3 separate regions of the Mus musculus genome follow, and all the other regions are linked to region 3. A link is a contact called in public ChIA-PET data. All regions are on one chromosome and are shown on one strand. The core of a region is the stretch at or near the end of the contact, and the rest is flanking DNA. Distances in the headings are between cores, read along the strand shown.

Region 1 (3,361 bases), core at 27-2,526, 100 kb after region 3:
CAGATACGCTCTCGATTTTAACTTTATTTACAGAATTTAGAATTACAGAGTCTTCCTGGGACCCGACTAATTTCTATTTGCATACCTACAACATTACCAATATTCTCCACGTCTGAATCACTGGGTTTATCGCGCCGACGCTACTTTTAACCACACTAGCAGGGACAATGGGCGTCGTCTGTGTCAGCTTTTGGACTGTTTATGTAGGATTGTTTATATGGAGAGACAAAAGGGGCAGGATTTTTCCTAATTTTTTTTTTTTTTACATTTTTTAAGATTAATCTTTCTGGATTAGCAAAGAAAGTAATGGGTCTCCTTGATGCGTTTTCCACAACTTTGTACCTTGATACTGCCTTCTCATTGGTTAAGGGATATTTAAGGAAGTTTTAAAATTGAAATGAGCGCTGGAGGGGGGGGGGGATGTGACTCAGCCACATGGTACTCAGCTTCGTTCGCCACAAAACTAAAGTTATTAAATTAAAATAAATAAATAAATAGGTACCATGTCCCAATGATTTCAAGGTAACATTTGAACTAGTTTTATTTATGTAGTTCATACGCTACAGAAACATACAGAATGCCATTCTAGTGACTACAGCTACTCTCCTTTTGAGGTTAAAGACACCAGTTTCTTGAAGAGAAGGTCGACTTTTAAATGTTGACTAGTTTAAGATGCTCAAACACCTCTCCCACCTACACTCCTGAAAACAACCCTAATTAAACTCATTGGGTAATGCGCAAGATAGAATGGCCATTTTAAAAATAAAAGGGGGATACTTGTTCGTGCCTTTAATCCCAGCACTTGGCAGGCAGAAACAGGCAGCCAGCCTGGTCTACAGAGTGAGTTCCACAACAGCCAGGGATACACACACACACACACACACACACACAAAGATAAAAAAAAAAAAAAAAAAAAAAGTAAAGGGGGGGGCATTTTGGAAGGTGGGGGAGGGGTGGAGTACCATATTCATCATATACATGTCCAAAAAGGCCATAATGCAACGCATTATTACGAACAATTCACCTATGCCAGCTGAAAAGACAGCTTAGTGAATAACTCTTAAGACTAGAAATCTAAATGAATACAATGGAAAAGCCAAACAGGAAACAGAAGCGAGGAGGACAACCTCGGGCGTTTGCCAGAGAGAACAGGAAGTGAGAAGCAGCGAGTGTGTGACAGTTTATTTTCTGCGAGCCTTGTTATCAGGTGAATGAACTCCCTCTGGAGGATGGAAACAGGCAGACCGGGATGCCTGGCCGCTTCAGCGGCTCCTGGATAGTTAGAAAGCTTCCCAAAGCCGGTTATTCTCCGACGCCAATCGCGGCGCTTTTCTGCAAGGAGACACTGACTGGTTCATGAAATCATCAAGATTTCGAAACCTGCTTGCACCATCTCTCTCTCTCTCTCTCTCTCTCTCTCTCTCTCTCTCTCTCTCTCTCTCTCTCTCTCTCTCTTTCTCTCTCTCCTACCTCTGCCTAAAGCAGTCTGTGGCCTAAACCCGGATAGGCTATCCCGATTTGCTGAGGTCTGGGGAGTTTGGGCAGAGTGGACATAGCTGAGGGTCTTGGGGTGTCCAAGACAGAAGCTCAGAACCTCCCCATACCCTGCTAGTCCATGTGGAGGGGGTTCTCTCTATCTCCCCCGGGGCCTGTGATTAACTAATTCTGGTGCAGTAACTATTTGGCCATAGCCCTGGCCGGCCTCCAGGTTTCATGTGGAACTGTAAATGGGCGTGGTCCCCAGATAGGCTGGCCCGTGTTCCTAGGAAGCCTTACATACAAGCCCCAGCCTTACAGAATTTGGCCAGAAATGGGTTACAAATGAGAGTGTGTTTGGCTAGGGAGTACTGATTTCTTGATCCTTTTCTCAGTTCTGAACTCAGGCTAGCTTAGTGACCAAAAGCCTGTCAACAAATGTTTGTGTCAGGAAGAAATGTGAGAGAGCTGGTTTTTTGCTTGAAACAGCTTCATCCTGACTCTTTTCTTAAACGAGGAGACTGTTTTTGGCTATATATATATAGCCAAATATATCTCCAAAATACACACACACATATAGTGGGTATATAAATAAAACAAATATATCAATATTTATAGATAAACACACACACACATATATATCCAAACACACACACGCATATATATATATATATATATATATATATATATATATATATATATATATCCAAAATACACACACACACATATAGTGGGTATATAAATTATATATTTGAGACAAGCTATCATGGAAGTCCAGGCTGCCAGCTATAATTTGCTTTGTAGCTGAGGCAGACTTTGAACTCCTAGCCTTCATGTCTTGAATTACAAGTTATTATCATTGAAGGAGTGGAGCCCAGTGTCTCATGTGCTGAGCAATCACCCTACCAATTCAGGTACTTCCCTAACATTATTTATTTATATATTTTGCTTTTTGAGACAGAGTACCTCTATGTAGTCCTGGCTGCCTAGAACTTGCTAGGTAGACTAGCAACTCACAGAGATCCTACTAGCCCTGCCTCTGGTGAGCTGGAATTAGAGATGTGTACCAACACACCCAGCCGTTAATATGCATTCTTTTTATTTTTAAGATTTATTTATTTTATGTATGTAAGTACATTGTAACCATACAGATGCTTGTGAGCTTTCATGTGGTTGTTGGAATTGAACTTTAGGTACCTCTGCTCGCTCCGGTTAATTCTGCTCACTCCGGCCCAAAGATTTATTTATTATTATACATAAGTACACTGTAGCTGACTTCAGACACACCTGAAGAGGGTATCAGATCTCATTACGGGTGGTTGTGAGCCACCATGTGGTTGCTGGGATTTGAACTCAGGACCTTTGGAAAAGCAGTCAGTGCTCTTAACAGCTGAGCCATCTTGCCACCCTCTTAATATGTATTCTTTAAAAGATTATTTTTATTTTATCTGTGTGGGTATTTTGCCTTCATGTACCATGTACACTCTTAGTGCCTGGGGAGGAGGCCAAGGAAAATCAGAACCCTGGAAATGGAATTATAGTTGTAAGCAGAGCCAAACCCAGGTGTCAGGTCTCATTTATTCTTGAAACATAGTTTTAGGCTAGATAGGGTGGCATGGCCCCTGATCCCAGCAGTGGGGGGCAGAGGCAAGTTCCAGGCCAGCCAGGACTATATAGTGAGGTCTTGTATAAAACAAAACAAGCAGGGCGGTGGTTGCGCACGCCTTTAATCCCAGCACTCAGGAGGCAGAGGCAGGTGGATTTCTGAGTTCCAGGCCAGCCTGGTCTACAGAGTGAGTTCCAGGACAGCCAGGGCTATACAGAGAAACCGTCTCAAAACAAACAAACAAACAAACAAAAAAACCAAACAAACAAACAAAAAAAC
Region 2 (3,509 bases), core at 405-2,904, 80 kb after region 3:
TGGTGGAGGGACTCAATCAAATCAGGATTCAAAATTAAAACCAAAATAACCAGATAGCCTAAATATACCACCAGGCTCCACAGGTTTGAAAAAACAGTATCTAAAATAAATACGACTTCTCCAGCAGGAGGGGGAAAAGTCATCTACCAGTAAGGACACACCTTAAAAGTTCTCAGCACAGTAACTAAGCACCAACTAGTGGTCTGATAGATACACTCCCCAGACAGAAAGCAGTAAGGTTAGTTCTCTGCACTTGTCACTACAAAAAAAAAAAAAAAATTTTTTTTTTGAAACTAGACCTGTTACTAATCCTTCTCGAAACAAAAACTTAACATCTGATATCCAATTTGGTACCAAGGTGGTCGATTTACTCTGGGAAAAGTAGTCAAGAAGGCTGTGGACGTTTTTCTCTTACAAAGAGAGGTGAAAGGCCCCCTGAGGCCCCTACCTAGTTGCCAGGCATGGCCAGCAGCTGTGGCTACCCTGCCTCCTCTTTTGTTGGCCTTAATCTCATGTCAAGTTATTCAACCACCTCAAAAGGGATGAAGACATAATTGAATCAACCTGAACTAAATCAGACCTAGGCCTCTTAAAACATACAACTTAATGGCTCCAACCCATCCCAAACCAGGAAACTGGCCACGGGATCCTGGGGTACACATGGTGCCCTACAGCCCTGGACCCCAAGCTGGTGCCCCTTAATCAACGCATGCTCAGGAATGCCTGTTTCTCAGAGAAAGAAACTAAGGCTCACAGGACACAGCCCTTAAGGTTGGGAACGACCACCCCGAGCCCCCGACCCAAACAATAAAAAGTTTAAAAGTTTCTACTACTGTGTGAGTGCGGACCGGCCCCCACTGGGGGTCCCAGAAGTGGGCCCCCGGGACTTCGGCTCACTTCAGGAAGCAAACCTTTCGGGAAAAATCCCCGCCCGCTGTCCCCACCCCCACCCTCCCCGCCCAAGAATGCGCTTCCCGTGCGCCGAGGGTCTGAGGCGGGGGCGCCCTTCACTGCGCGCCCGCTCGCGTTGAGGCTAAACTGAGGCGCACGGGGCGGCGCCCTCGGATGTGCGGTGCCGCCTCCCGCCAACCCGCACGAACTTCCCACGGGAGTTTGCGGGACGTTCTAAGTTTGGGAGTGAAACCGAACACCTTCCTTGGTTGGCAGGACGCAGCTCCCGCAGGGGCCCGGACCCCCGACGGCCACGCCGCGCCGGGCAGGCCATTGTCTCGGCCGTCCCTCCCAGCCCCACGCGCGGCCGCAGCCGTGGGGACGCGGCCCCGGCGCCCCTTTACCTGCGGCCGTCCGGCTGCACCGCCCAGCCGCGGGGCTGAAGGAGCGGCAGAGGCGGCGCGGCCTTTGTGCGTCTGCCGCTAGCCCCGACGGCGCGGGGACCGGGACGGGGCCGCGCCATGCCCGCCTCCCACGGCCGCGGGCGCCGGGACCCCCACCCCCACAGAGGCTCCGGGGGGCCGGGCTCACCTCCGGCGCGGGGCGAGGGAGCGGCGCGGGCGCCCCCTACTCGTCCGCGCGGGGACAGTGCAGGCGCGGGGTCCCTGCGCGGGCGGGCGGGCGGCCGGCGTCCGGCGGGGGGACTGTTGGGGCAGAAAGTGCTCGCAGCAGCTGTTGCGCCCTCCCCCCCGGCCGCGCCGCCTGACGCCCCGCCCCCGGCCACGCCCCCTCTGTGACCGCGCGTGTGCGCAAGCGCGTCCCCGACCCGCCCACCGCTGCGGGCCACGCCCCCCTCGGACCCCCCGAGGCGCGAGCCCCGCGGAGCGGCGCGCGCACCCCACTCCCACCCCGTGGGCTCCCGCGCACGCGCGCCCCGCGCCGTGTCCCGCCATCCGGCCTAACGTGGCGCGCTCGCGCCCGGGCGGTTCCAGTGACAGGTATTCTGGGGATGGAGGGGGGGGCTGCAAACGCAGCACGCAGGCGCACAGCCAGTCCTCCCTCGCCGCCTCCCCCTCCCTTGCAAGGTGCGCCCCGGGAGGGGAGGGAAGAGGAGGGGAGGGGCCGGTTGCCCAACTCCCCGGTCGCCCAGAATCACGAACAACAACAATAATAATAATAAAAATTTAAAAATAAACCAACCTTGCCACTGGCTTCGGGAGCTCACAGGATAGCGGTGTTCTGAGGTGTTGTGAAGGTTAACACTTTCAGAGAGTCAATGTGAGGAAGGTCCGAGACCTAAAAAGAATAAATTTTCTCTTAAATTGTTATCTTCAAAAAGCCTTTTTATTTCTTCCTTAACACCCTGGGCTTGTGTTTCTATTATAGTTTCATATCTGAATTTGGACTTGGTACCTAATAAATCTTAGTTTGCAGAGAAATTCATTTGAGTGAAACTAGGCTTAAAAGTGTGCTCAAAAACAAAAACCACACACTTCTTTATGCCCATCTCACTTAAAGCGTTTCCCTTCTGTTTTGTTCCTGACTCGTATTAAAGATGAAAGAAGATAAGACAGGAAAAGGTTTGACTCCAAAGGCCTGGGACTGATGTCCCGTTTTAAGCAAGCCCCAGGGAGGAACTATGGCGGCCACAATCACATCCAATAATTTTTCTGCTCCAAAATGCAAATGAACTCAAATGTAAAATAGATTTATTGCTTAACACCGAACAGTCAACTTGTTTGTTTCTTTTTCAAGCTGGCCCTCGGTGTATCAAAAAGTGGGAAAACATCAAGAAAAGCATACATACCCATTTCCTAAATCAAAAAGAAGCGTGGGGGTTGGGGGGGAACGGGACAAAAAAGAACCGACCGGAACTGGTAAGCAACGCAGTCCTTAATAAATAGGAAGAAGAATTCAAGAAGACAGCTTAGCAAGGGGCAAGAACCTGCCTTGTAGAATGTTTTTGCTGTCATTTTACATAGAACTACCAACCCACATATGGTCTCGTTAGTCTTTTTTTTCAAAGGAAGTGAATCAATTACTTACTCACAATTAATTAGCATCGCTGGAAGTAGATCCTTAAGCCAGCCCTGATTCTCATCCAAGCCCAGAAGATATTGATCATTTTTAGTACTAGGGTTCCTTTTCTCACCACAGATTAATATCTTTCTCTAAAGTATTATATTTACCCTATAAATATCATAAACTATAATATTTATAAGGTTAAAGCCTTATAAATATTCACGATCAAAACGCAACAGCTCAGCAAGCATTCATAAGCAGAAGACTTCATTTAACTTTGACCCCCCCAAATTAAAAAAAAAAAAAAAAAACGAGGGAGGGGAGCTTTGCTATAAAACAAAGAAAACTATGACCAAGTAAAGTGGATAGAGGTTGAGCTTCAGTCCCCATGTTAATGGATAACCTTTGCACTCTGAAGCCTTGAATACTGTAAACACAATAGCTGATAGTTAAAAACCCTAGTGTGGAGATGGGACAGAAAGGAAAGTCCAAACGTCTCAGCAGCAACAGGGAAACAATCAAATATTTTGACAAACAATCATTTGGCTAAGAACAATGAGACTCGGGCTCTCAGACCTTGTAGCTACTGAGTTATT
Region 3 (3,411 bases), core at 172-2,671:
AGGAGGGCCTTCGTCCAGGGTGAAGGGACTAGAGCGGCTTCCAATGCGACTCGCATGGCGAGACAAGGCAGACAGCGTGCTGGGGGGAGCATGTGGATGGAGCAGAGTTTCAATGAGCAGGCTCCACCAACTTTATTTTTCCCCCACAGCTTATATATCCCAACAAGCTCTCTCAGGCAGTACAGGGGTCACAATGTGGTTACACTCTTTTTCTTTTCTTTAAGTGAATGATTACAGTGTACATAAGAAAGAAAGAAAAAAAACATGTTCCCCAATACCCTCGCATGAATAAATACTCTGTAGTACAGGTAAACACACACACATGGGCACATACACACATACATACACATAACATACACACATACACACACACATACACACACACACATACACACACACATACACACATACACACACATATACACACATACACACACATACACAAACACACACACATACACACACATGCACACACGCACACACACAAACACATGCACACACATACACACACATGCACACACACATACACACACATATATACACACACACATACATACACATACACATGCACACACACATACACACACATGTACACACACACATGAATTATCCCCATGAACCCACATACATCCATAACTAAGCAACTTGTTATAGATTAACAAAATATAAGCAACTGAGATCATTTTCTCAACCAGCTCCTCTTACTGGCAGGTGGCAATTTGCAGTTACAAAGAAGGGATCAATTATGTCATTATTTATCTTAAAAAGTAATCTTATAAAGAAAATCTTAAAAGAATCACAAATCTAAACTTTTACATATATATATATATATATATATATATATATATATATATAAACAGTCATTTCTCCTCTGAATCCTCAGGGTGCACACTTACTCATTAACAATTTTTATTAAGTCATATCAGGAAGCTGAGGGCAAAAATGGGTACAAGAAATAAATCACCACTTTGATCACTCGTCCAGCTTCAGCAAGAAAGAGGCACCTCAGCTAGTTCCACTCGGGCTGCTGTTGTTCTTGTCCCTTGACCTTAAAAACATCTTCGCTCAGTAATCAAAAGTGTGCCTTCTGAACTCTAAATTGTTCAAGACTTTCTACATCAAAGCCACTAGCAGAAACACTTTACCCCGTCTTTACTACCGATCTACCTCTCCAAGTTCTTTCTAAGGGTGATGGACACTTAACTATCTGTGCCCTTAAGGCCTTTCTGAGGGTGGAGTCGTTCATCTGACTCAGCAGCAAGGCTTGGGAAAGATCAAGCACTATTGTTTTAAGGACAGGTGAGGGGCTGGAAGCCCCCTTTAGAGCTTTCATGGAGCTCATAGATTAGGAGGGTTGCAAGAGGAACAGGCAGAGCAAAACCCCACAACAGCAGGAAGTTCTCAGGACACGTGCTACTCTGGGCTCTGCCTCCCTGAGGCCTGCTTGATGTGGCCCAGGGATCAAACTCAGAGTTGATAAGGGGCTTGTGTCCTTCAAGCTCCCTGAACCTCGGGGGTTCACCCACAGAATGAAGAGATCAACGCCCATGTTTACAGCTAGAGAGTACAGAACAAAGAAGCCTGTGGTGGGTACACGAAGCTGCCTGCCTTGCTCTGGCTGTGTTTCTCAAGGCATGTTTTATGCTTTTGTCTTCTTTGTTTTGTTTTGTTTTTTTCGAGACAGGGTTTCTCTACATAGCCCCGGCTGTCTTGTAATTCACTATGTAAACAGGCTGGTCTCAACTCACCGAAATCCTCCTGCTTCTGCCTCCTGAGCCCTGGGATCCACGGTGTGTGCCACCACACCTCGCTATTGAGTTGTCGTTTAATGTGTGCAGTTTAGTAACCCCGTCGACTCTAAGCATCTTAAAGGGAAGAGTCATGTCTTCCGGTAAACCCAAACTATCACACAGATTAAGTGTGGAGTTAGGAATGTCAGTCCTTCGAGGGTCTGGTGAATGAATGGAGGTCGTGAGATCATACCAGACACAATACACATGATGTCCCTCCACAGGGTCCCGTTCTTTGAACGCTAGATGGCTTTATTCTTAAGTATGCCACAGGGTAATGCTTGGTGCCTGGGCAGTGAATGAGCAGGGCATTCAGTGAATGGGCAAATGAGTGAATGGATGGATGGATGGATAAATGAATGGACCTGTGAATGAATGGATGAGTGGATGAATGGGTGGGAAAATTTGCCTTTAGTTAAGTGCAGCAACAACAAGAAAGAGATTTTACTTTGTCGTCTGGCTTTCAGATGCCTCTGCCAACAACGAAAGCTTCCTTCCAGGGAGGGCAGATGGCGGCCTGCACAATGAACAGTTTAATCTTCAGAAAATGGAACAGCGTTGCCAGCAAACTCCATTTTTCTCCACGAACACATTGTCAATAACATGCATTCTGAAACATGTGGTGAAATTGATGGCCGGGCCCTGATGGATGGGAACAGCAACAAATTAAATGGTCCCTCTCTCCTGACTCACCTGGGGTCCCTCAGACCAGCCCCTCCTCGCTCGCACTGATAATCAAGGAGATCTAGTTAAAATGCCTCATGGTGTGATGGCTCTATGGAGAGAGGGAGGAAGAGATGTCCAGAGCCTCCTGCCTTAAAGTCAGGATGAGGGGCATCACTCATTGGATAATGACCAGCTTAGGAAGGCGCCGGCTCTCCATCCTCACATAAAAGCAGATATTAGGGGCTGGAGAGATGGTAGTTAAAGCATTGACTATTCTTCCAGAGGATTCCGTTCCCAGCACCCAGAGTATATCACTCCAGCCTTGAGGGACCTGGTGCCCTCTTCTGGCCTCCACAGGCACTTGGAGCTCCTGTATATAGACACACAAATTGATGAACACATATACACATAATTAAGAATAAAGTGGTGGCTCACGCCTTTAATTCCAGCACTCAGGAGGCAGAGACAGGCGGATTTCTGAGTTTGAGGCCAGCCTGGTCTACAAAGTGAGTTCCAGGACAGCCAGGGCTACACAGAGAAACCCTGTCTCAAAAAACCAAAAAAAAAAGAAAGAAAGAAAGAAAGAAAGAGAGAGAGGGAGGGAGGGAGGGAGGGAGGGAGGGAGGGAGGGAGGGAGGGAGGGAGGGAGAGAAGGAAGGAAGGAAGGAAGGAAGGAAGGAAGGAACGAACGAACGAACGAACGAACGAACGAACGAACGAACGAACGAATGAACGAACCACATGGCTTAAAAGTGACCCTGCCACCAAAGTTCTTTATCCTTGCAGGTTGGGGCCTCTTAGCTATCTGATGACTCCCACGAGGCCTTCCTCAAAACTAATGTTTTGAAAGACAGGAAATGAAATACTTTTTTTTTAATCATTGCAGCACACTTATCAAATATTAAAGAATGCAATTTGCGGGTGTCGTGACATATGAAGCCATTCCATGCATTAA

Evidence for each region. ChIA-PET counts read pairs in DNA pulled down with a chosen protein or histone mark.
Region 1: a contact with region 3 is called in an RNA polymerase II ChIA-PET map of memory CD8 T cells, with 47 read pairs. The contact joins two enhancer-like sites. A contact is called at or near these places in 1 of 39 promoter capture datasets (pre-B cells), 2 of 115 datasets of contacts at active chromatin or transcription factors (embryonic stem cells and memory CD8 T cells) and 1 of 9 other capture datasets (adipose tissue).
Region 2: an RNA polymerase II ChIA-PET map of memory CD8 T cells shows a contact between it and region 3, with 80 read pairs. The contact joins the promoter of Zfp217 here to the enhancer-like site in region 3. A contact is called at or near these places in 1 of 39 promoter capture datasets (pre-B cells), 1 of 115 datasets of contacts at active chromatin or transcription factors (memory CD8 T cells) and 1 of 9 other capture datasets (adipose tissue).

The regions. Positions count from the first base shown.
Region 1 is chr2:170,153,950-170,157,310 of GRCm38.p6, forward strand. No RefSeq gene overlaps it. Among named protein-coding and RNA genes, the nearest start is that of Zfp217, 24 kb to the left of the region's middle. Within about 2 kb of position 1,277, at least 201 of the 459 cell types and tissues checked have an H3K27ac peak or open chromatin away from gene starts, as enhancers often do. A contact at or near this core is called in memory CD8 T cells, where this site is marked.
Region 2 is chr2:170,129,566-170,133,074 of GRCm38.p6, forward strand. It overlaps Zfp217 (zinc finger protein 217), which reads right to left and starts at 1,655. Exons shown (of 6, transcript NM_001033299.3): 1 at 1,483-1,655.
Region 3 is chr2:170,049,365-170,052,775 of GRCm38.p6, forward strand. It overlaps a transcript of Tshz2 not described here. Among named protein-coding and RNA genes, the nearest start is that of A630075F10Rik, 20 kb to the right of the region's middle. Within about 2 kb of position 1,422, at least 9 of the 459 cell types and tissues checked have an H3K27ac peak or open chromatin away from gene starts, as enhancers often do. A contact at or near this core is called in memory CD8 T cells, where this site is marked.